Regions from separate parts of the Mus musculus genome. Here region 2 is linked to region 1. The links are chromatin contacts, called in public HiChIP or PLAC-seq maps. All regions are on one chromosome and are shown on one strand. Each heading gives the region's core, a stretch centred on a gene start, on an enhancer-like site or on the middle of the called end of the contact. The rest is flanking DNA. Distances are from core to core; before and after follow the strand shown.

Region 1 (4,229 bases), core at 1,392-3,891:
AATCTGATGTATAGTAGGTTCTTCATGATTTTTTTGTTAATATTCAGTATTTCGATAATATTTATTTAACTTGATATTTTCCTGCATGATCTTGCTACTTAGCCTAGGCTGGCCTCAAACTTGCAATTTTCCTATTTCCATTTCATTTGCTGGGGTTACAGGCAGGCAATGCTGGTAGTTGATTGTACTTTAGAAGAACCTATGAGGCTGTTTAATTGAAGTAATATTCCTAACATTGTTCTTGGTTTGCTTTTCAAGCCTAAGTTCTCAGGGTTTTTATTAATACTTCCGTTGAGAGGAATATCAGATAAATTTCACGAGAGACAGTAGCTCTTACCAGTATCCAGTATTTTACATGAACTCTTTCAAAATGCTTCGTATTCTGTTTAAGAAATGAAAAACTACAGTTTTCTTTTTTGTATTAAATCTAAACCCAGTTGTAGAGAAAACTAATTTTGGGTTGTAGATTATTAAGAGCTTAATAAGTCAAACAAGTACTTGATAGACCACTGCAGTGTGTAGTTTACTTTTTTTTCCCTAAAGATTTTTTAAGGGACAATGATTGTGCATACAACTAACATGCTTACTGCATGAGTTATTATGTAGCATATTATGTTTTTAAATTTCTTTGTAACTTAAGTGTCCTTTGAAGCTCATAAGTTGCATAGCTTTTATGTAAGTGCTAAGAAGACTGGTATCTTAGTCTTTGTGGCTACAGTAGAACTCACAAAAAGTTTCTTTAATAGACGTATAGGCTTAAAAATACAATTAAGTCATGATACTAGTATCTAATTATTAGAAAAATGTTGAAAATTATTATATTTATCCTCAGTGTACAAATCACTAAAAGATGTGAGAATTCTGAAGGTCATCACAACTTATGGCTTAGCTCACTATTTAATAAGTAGTATTATTATAAAGGTATAATTTATTATAAATGAGTGTGTGTGCAAGTACAGACATAGATGTAACGGGTGTGTGGAATTTATATTGCGCATTGTATTAAACAGGTGGTTCATATGAAAATGGTAACACCTAGAGGTGTAATAGAGAAAAGCTCCCAAGGACCTCGTATGTCAACGGGCCCTGATATCCATCACTTCATTATGGGATCTGAAGGTTGGTGTATTTGTAAAGTTGTTAGGAAAATATGAAGTTAATGACTTCATTTTGTGAAAGTCTGTGATATCACACAGTCTGTGATATCTTTGAAAGAATGGTATGCTTTATATATGTAAAGAGTAATGAGTTTTTATGACTTACTATGTTTTAATTCATAAAGATTTTAATTCATAAGGGTTTTCTGAGAATGACTTACTCAGTTTTCTTCTACACTTTAGTCTTATATATTTCTAATGACAGTGTGATTTTTTTTGTTTGTTTTTATTTTCAAAATTTTTAGTGAATCTTAAAAACAGTGGTTAAATATTTTAACTTTGTATATTACAGTTAAATTCTATCAGGCTGACAAAGCATTTTCTTTCTCTCTTGTTTTCCTATAATTATGTGTTTTATTACTTAGTGTTGGATGATTTTAGAAACTGCTTTAAATTCCATTATTCGTGTATCTTTTAAACTTTTGTTTGTCATTTAAATTTTTATTTTGTAAGTAATATGCATTGTTTGCTTGCTAATATTGGATAGGCTAGAATGCCATTCTTCAGATCTTCCAAATGTGTAATTCCTTCTGTTTTGCAAGCTGTCGAGTAAACACAGAAGGGAATGGTATGAGTAAACTTGGGCCTGTTTTTCAGATTGTGGAATAGGAACATCCCTTAAATTTAGAGAAATATGATAAATTTAAACAAAGTGTTTCTAACTTAGCTAAAGAACTCATTGCTTACTTCAAAAGATGGTTTGAGTTGAACAGATAGAGTTTGGAAACATTTAGTGTTATATTCAGAAATGAAAGAACACTTATAATAACTGTTGTTCCTACTCTGCTTGGGGTGGTGGGTAGGAAGTTGGAGGGCAGTGAGGAGACTTCTGCAGTGAGCAAGATGAAAAACCAACTGACTTCTCATTGAGCAGCTCATTTAAGTGGGGGGTGGGGGGACAAAGGCCATTTAAATCCTTTGGGGAGTGGGTAGAGGCTTTGGGGTGAATGTATATCTTTGGGTGGGGCCAAGGTGGTGGGAATGCCTGGGAATGACTTATTTGAAGAATCCCAGGTGCTTGCTGGAGTTAGGGTTTTTCTGCTGTGAACAGACACCATAACCAGTCAGCTCTTATAAGGACAACATTTAATTGGGGCTGGCTTACAGGTTCAGAGGTTCAGTCCATTATCATCAAGGCAGGAACATGGCAGCAGTCAGGCAGGCATGTTCTACTCCTTCATCTGAAGGCTGCTAGCACAATACTGGCTCTTAGTCAGCTAGGACAAGGGTATTAAAGCCTACACCCAAGAGGCTACACCTACTCTAACAAGGCCACACCTCCCAACAGTGCCCCTCCCTGGGCCAAGCATGTACAAGCCATCACACTGGAATGTGACCTTATGAGGAGAAAAGAAGTTTAACCTGTAACCAGGCCACCAGGCTACTTGATTACCTCAAGGTTGGCAGATGTAGGGCTTGTAAGGCTATGTGAGCAGGGACATGGAGGCCCAGAACAAGGCGGAAATGGTCCAACTTCTGGCAGGCTCAAGATGAGATTTTAGACAAGCCTTGACCGCACTCTTGTTCCAGGCAGCCCCACCCCCACCCACTTTGCAGTGCTTTTCAGCCTCACAAATAATTAAGGCATTCATGCATTGGTGTTTGGTTTAGGACCTGGGACTGGGGACTGAGGTGCATATTTTACATATCAAAGCAGACCTGTCTTCCAGGTTCTCCCAGCATCCCTTAGTTCCTGCTCCCAACCTTGAAAATTTCAGCTGAGAGGTTCTTCTCTATATAATCCAGATATTTTGGTCTCTTTCTTACTCTCTCCCCTCTCTCTTCTTTGCACATACCCCCTTTCTCTCTTTCTTCCCCTTCCCCTTCTTCCTTGGCTTTCATCTTTAGGGCCAGTGCCTTTAATATATTCTAACTCAGCTTGAATTGGTTCATTTCATTGGTAAAGAAGTAACCTATCAATCAGTTCTGATCTTTGACAGTAACAACAAAGAAAGAACAAACAACAATGTCTGCTAATGACATGGTAGAGATCATATCAAGTATTTGATGATAGATTAGCTATTTGTGATGGTGGTGGTGGTAGCTGTGGGGGTTGGTTTATGTGTACAGGTAGGTAGGTGTGTCTGGGTGTGTAGGTGATAGGTTGTGGGTAGGTGGGTGCGTGAGTACCTTTGCTTTGTGTGTATGCTTGAGGGTGAACACATGTGTGCACACAGTCTCCTTGCTTCATCAGTATTGCTCTTCTTGATTCATACCATTTTCTTCTTTGTAGTTCTTCTTTTTTTTTTTTTTTTTTTTTTTTTGAGACAGGGTCTTTATTATGTAGTTCTGATTGTCTTAGAACTTGTATGAAGACCAGTCTGGCCTCAAGCTCAGATCTGCGTGACTCTGTCTCCTGCGTGCTAGGATTAAAGGCGTGCACTACCATGCCTGACTTGCTTCTTAGCCCTTTTCACAATTCCTTATAGGTATGTGGTCCTCTCTAGGACCTGTATAGGATTATGATTTTATATAATATTTTGGCACTATTGTTGTATGAAGGTCTTTTGTATGTATTTTCTTTGTCCCTTAAATTGCTGTACTTTATTTTTTTTAATCTTCCTGTGCTCCTGTTTTTTTGGTTTTTGTTTATTTATTTGTCTGCTTGTTTTTAGAGGGTCTTACCCTTCAGCCTAGGCTGGCTTGGCATTTACTGTGTGGCTCTGAATGGTCTTAAATTTATAATCCTCTTGACTCAGTTTTCCAGATGCTGGGATTTCAGGTGTTAGCCATTGACCCCTCTGCCCTCAGCTCTGTTGTGTGGTCAACTGCTTAAGCATCCCTTCAGTCCTTCTCACACTTGCAGTCCTTTAGTGTTGAGAACTACAGTAGGTCGAAGGGAAGCTTTTCTTTTTATCTTTGCTTAGAGGTAATTTAAAGTTTATAGGGCATTTTGTTTTATTTATTTAATCTTTTTTTTTTCCTAAAATTGAAGTCATAGGCCTTGTACAGGGAGGACAGGGAGAGGACAGATTCAGAATCAGGTGACACCATTCTTTTTGTGCCCCTTTATTTTTAATTTTATGTGTATGTGTCTTTGCATATGTTTCTGTGCACCATGTATATGCGATG
Region 2 (4,298 bases), core at 446-2,945, 90 kb after region 1:
TTATGTTTTTAGAATTTCCTAAACGGCTTAAAAGCAAAGATAATGGAAGAGGGCAATATATTTCCCTTTATTAACGTAGCTGCATTTCCAGAGATATTTCTTTTCAAATAGCTCATGAAAGGACTTGCTCAGGATTGTCATAGCAATAAAGAATCTCGAGCATGGATCCATCAGCTACCCTCTAGGTGTCCGGCCTTTGACTGATGCTATCACCTTCACAGGTCTGTGTTTCTTCTGGACAAAACAAAAGGCAGGGAGCCACTACCCTCCTCTGACAAGTGGAAGAAAACTCTGCAGAAAATCAGGGCTCTTACAGCGGGAAATGCCTGATGTCATATATTTTCCTTAATAAAGACTAAGCTGGCCGTCCACTAAACCAATCTGAGAATGTGACCTGTAACTCACAGTCTTAATTACAAAGAGGCAACGTGAATAGGTTCATTAATGTGGTGAAGGAGCAGCGACCCTACCTGCCAAGTGGCAAGGTGGGAATAATTAATCTGGTCAATTAAAAGGAAATAGATAATTTAAAATGCAAAGGCATCCATGTGGCGCAATGCATTCTGCTCTCTGGAATTCCAGATTCCTGCCATCAATTCTACTCTTCTTCGTAATTTCCTTCATCTTTTGCTTTTGAAAAATGTGTCAGGCCACACTTGAATCAAATAGAAAACTCCTTCTGTTCTTAAAATTATGACCCGTTTCTGTCTTGTATTCTAAAATATTTATCCATTCTAGCATGTATTCTAGAAATGCACCCCCCACCCCGGGACTACTGAGTCCCCAGCCACACCACAGCAGTGGTCTCCCCCCCCCCCCCCCATCTTGTAGGGCTATTATAGTTTACTTTCCCTTCAAGATTGTTTGCCTATTTTTTTCTGCGGAATTTTCATACTTTAAAATTGCTAGAGTCTGAGCCACCCTGTCTGGCTTATCTAATCCCATTTATGATCCTATAACCTTGAAACTTGCCACAACCTGGCGTGCCAACAGCAGATCCTAAATACATAGGGTGGTGTGTTTGCTTTGTGGAACAGGAAATTAGTCAAACGGTTACTTTTCCGCAAATGTTCATAATTCCTCGTGACATTTACAAGCCCAGGAGTAGTGCTTAGACGCAAAAACAATTTCAGAACACCTCAGGGAGAAGCGAGCGGTTATCAACAGCAAGGCCGCTGCACTTTAGTGTTCGTAAGCGTCCATCAAGGGCTTGGCTGCAGCGCCAAGGAGAATCCACAGGTGCCAACTCTGCCGCCAGCCAGCATGGGTTAATGCGACCTTGCTGTGTGAAGTCCAAAGAGAAAAGAATGTATCAGTGTCTTAATCCTTCTCAGCTGGTGCAAGCCCAGGCCCGGGGCAGACGTTTATACCACTGCCTTTGTGATCACAGTAAAGCTTAAAAAAAAAAAAAAAAAGGGAGCAACATCTGGGGTTTTCAGTCCGCTCAAAGGAAGGCTTTTTATGGTGAGAATCTGAGTTGTTCCAGTCGCTAAAGAAGGGAAATTCTCATCTAAAAGAACAACAAAAACCCAACTCAAACGCTTTGGTGGTAAAGTACAAGGCGATAAGGTCTCTGTTTCCTAGGTGTTAGACTTGGCAAGCCAGACAGCGCCAGGGTGGAGTGGAGATTGCGCTGGCCGAGCTCAGACTCAGTGGTGCAGATTGTCGGCTCTGCAGGAGGCCCGCAGCGGCCATATGTGCGGAGCTGAGTGAGATGGGATAAACAGCTGCTGCCAGGAGTCTGACGCCTGGCAAGCAGGCTGGCCCAAGCCCTCCTGTTTCCAAAATCAAAATCACCAGAGGGATTCCCCTTCCTGCAGTTCCAGCCAGTAGTTTTATAAAACCATAAAGCACCGCTGTATTGTGGTTTGTAATAATCCCTTACATTTGTAAAGCATTTTACAGTTTACTAAGCACTTTACAGACGTTATTTCATTTGAGCCTTCTAACGGCCCTGGAGAGCAGCAAGGCGCAGACACAGCGATTGGCTATCCAAAGATGGAGAAAGGGAGTCCCAGACAAGGATGCCACGAACTGGGTGTGTCACTTTGGCCATTGTCTCCTCACATCTGACCTGGAGCTGCCCATGGATATGCGCTCCACCACCCTCCCCCTACCGCCCCCTTTTGGGAACTTGGAGGTCCAGGAAGTGATCGCAGCTAAAGTTATTGTGTGACTCCATTTGTTTTTCTTTTGTGTAAGCATCAGAGGCTCTGCCCTGGGTCTTTCCTTTTAAGACAGCAGGGGAAGGAAGAAAGTTGGAAGGAGCTAGCAAGGAGTCAAGAGGCGCGGGGCATGCTGGGTGCAGGATCCTAAGTGCAAGGGACTTCAGAGCTGCTGGGTTCTCAAGTCAGCACCGCACTGCAAAGATCAGCAGAGATGACCTTCGCACAGAGGAAATGATTCACTGTCCCTTTGTTCTCCAAGGCTGTCACCAAAGCACACTGCAGAGAAACAGGCCCTTGACCTGGAAATCTCTGGGCTTGCTCTCATGTGTCACCAGACTTACTGAAAAACTCCACAGGGACATGTACTGAGATTCCCCCCTGACCGGTGAACAAACGGAGTGTGAACCCAAGCTTGTTCAAGCCTCTGAGATGGAAGAAGGCATGGTAGACTCTGCAGCTCTTAGCTGCCATGACCCTTCCTAAAGCAATCAGGGGGCGAGGAACGCTACACATTTTGGCTTTAGTGTCTTTACATCAATTGATGCCAGCACAAGACTTGTACCAGGCAAAGTTAAGTAGGCGTGAGGATTTTTTTCAAGGCTGTTGCAGTTGGTGAGAGGCCAGAACTCAGTCTGGATTCAACTCTGCTGAAGCGGGGATAGGATTTTTAAGCAGTGGGGTGAGAAGGAGATTGAGCCGTCTGTTTGTTAAGTGGCTTCAGCCAAAGGAAGCCACCTTCTCATGTCTTCTCAACAGATGGTAGTCCCACTATTTTGATGCCAGGAAAGTTGGGCTCCCCTCCCCACACCACAGAATAGGGTACGGGGTTCAGATGTAAGAAGGATGGTCTCTCCTTTGATGATTGTGTTTCAAGCTGTCACGCCTATGTCCTTGAGAAGACATTCTTGGGTTATAAAAACAAGCAAGAGACTTTAAAAATGATTTAAATTATCCCGTGTCAGGATTTAGAACGGGAGCAAACAAACAAACAGCCCGGGTGACGTTTAGCCATGCTGAGGTGTTTCAGAGCATGGATGTAGGTCTGAAGAGTGCCCGTTTAGAAGCTGGAGAGATGGCTTAGTGGTTAGGAACACTGGCTGCTCTTCCAGCTCTGTTCCTAGCATCCGCATGGTAGCTAGTAACCATCTGTAATCCACTTCCGGGAGATCTGACGCCCTTTTGTGGCCTTTGACTGAACTTCATACATGTGGGGTACAGATATAAATGCGGTCAAAACATCCGTATACATCAAAATAATTATCTACTAAAAAAAGAAAGAGAGAGATCTTTTCATAGAACTCCTCTGACAGTGCATAGAAGCAATACAGTGTCCACCCAGAGGATCTTTGTCTTCAGGAAGGATTACACAGCAGAGGTAAAGTCAAAACACTAAGTAATTTAGGCTTTTCCCCAAAGCCCAAGAGAGATACACTTAAAGGTACAGATATTTTCACAGGAAGAAGACTCCTTGTGAATGTCCATACCCCACTTAGGTTATAATTAGTTCGACAACCCTCAGGTGCACACCACATTCTGCCAGAAAACTCCGCTCCACCAAATCTCCAGTCGTTTACTCTGCAGAAGTCACCGGGGACGTTGACAAACTGGTTAGTGACAGCCATCAAACTTCAAAAAACATTAAAGCATGGAGGGCCTGAAATCTTATGGTTGGATCCACTTGCCAATATTTCTACCAAGTAAGAAGGTGCAACGTACTCTCCGCTCTCCTCCTGTGCCCGCCTCCCCATTCACTGACTACAGTGATGTCCAGCAATGATGTACCTTTGTTATTGAGAAGTATTTCCCAAGTTCACACGAACCCTTTCTCCTTTCCCTCTTTATCTTCTGTCACTCCCCTCCCTGCTCCTACTTGAAACAATTAGTCCCGTCTTCTTGTAGTTGGTTTCTTCTCTGCTCTGTCTTGGGAGGTAGCTTTAGGAGAGAAAGGGGTGTTCTGTCCTTCCTCTTGTGTGAGGCAACATGTCTGCCAAGTTGCCCATTCTTGTTGTGGTTCATAGGCCTGGAGAAATGGCTTGTTACAGTTAAATTGCATATTGTCTTTTCAAAGGAACCTCTTTCGGGGAGATGGCTTAGTGGATAAAGAGTTTCCTGGGTAAGCCTGAAAACCTG

Evidence for each region. HiChIP or PLAC-seq counts read pairs in DNA pulled down with a chosen protein or histone mark.
Region 2: a contact with region 1 is called in an H3K27ac HiChIP or PLAC-seq map of embryonic stem cells, with 2.2 times the contacts expected there. The contact joins two enhancer-like sites. A contact is called at or near these places in 2 of 39 promoter capture datasets (the HPC-7 cell line and liver), 3 of 15 datasets of contacts at CTCF or cohesin (embryonic stem cells, large pre-B cells and pro-B cells), 8 of 484 Hi-C or Micro-C datasets (the HPC-7 cell line, bone marrow-derived dendritic cells, embryonic stem cells and 4 more), 15 of 115 datasets of contacts at active chromatin or transcription factors (bone marrow-derived dendritic cells, bone marrow-derived macrophages, embryonic limb bud and 3 more) and 4 of 9 other capture datasets (adipose tissue, embryonic stem cells, liver and 1 more).

The regions. Positions count from the first base shown.
Region 1 is chr2:75,867,295-75,871,523 of GRCm38.p6, forward strand. It overlaps Agps (alkylglycerone phosphate synthase), which reads left to right. Exons shown (of 20, transcript NM_172666.3): 10 at 1,011-1,119. Among named protein-coding and RNA genes, the nearest start is that of Gm34861, 37 kb to the left of the region's middle. Within about 2 kb of position 2,642, at least 24 of the 459 cell types and tissues checked have an H3K27ac peak or open chromatin away from gene starts, as enhancers often do. A contact at or near this core is called in embryonic stem cells and uterus, where this site is marked.
Region 2 is chr2:75,958,351-75,962,648 of GRCm38.p6, forward strand. No RefSeq gene overlaps it. Among named protein-coding and RNA genes, the nearest start is that of Ttc30a2, 18 kb to the right of the region's middle. Within about 2 kb of position 1,696, at least 111 of the 459 cell types and tissues checked have an H3K27ac peak or open chromatin away from gene starts, as enhancers often do. A contact at or near this core is called in embryonic stem cells and uterus, where this site is marked.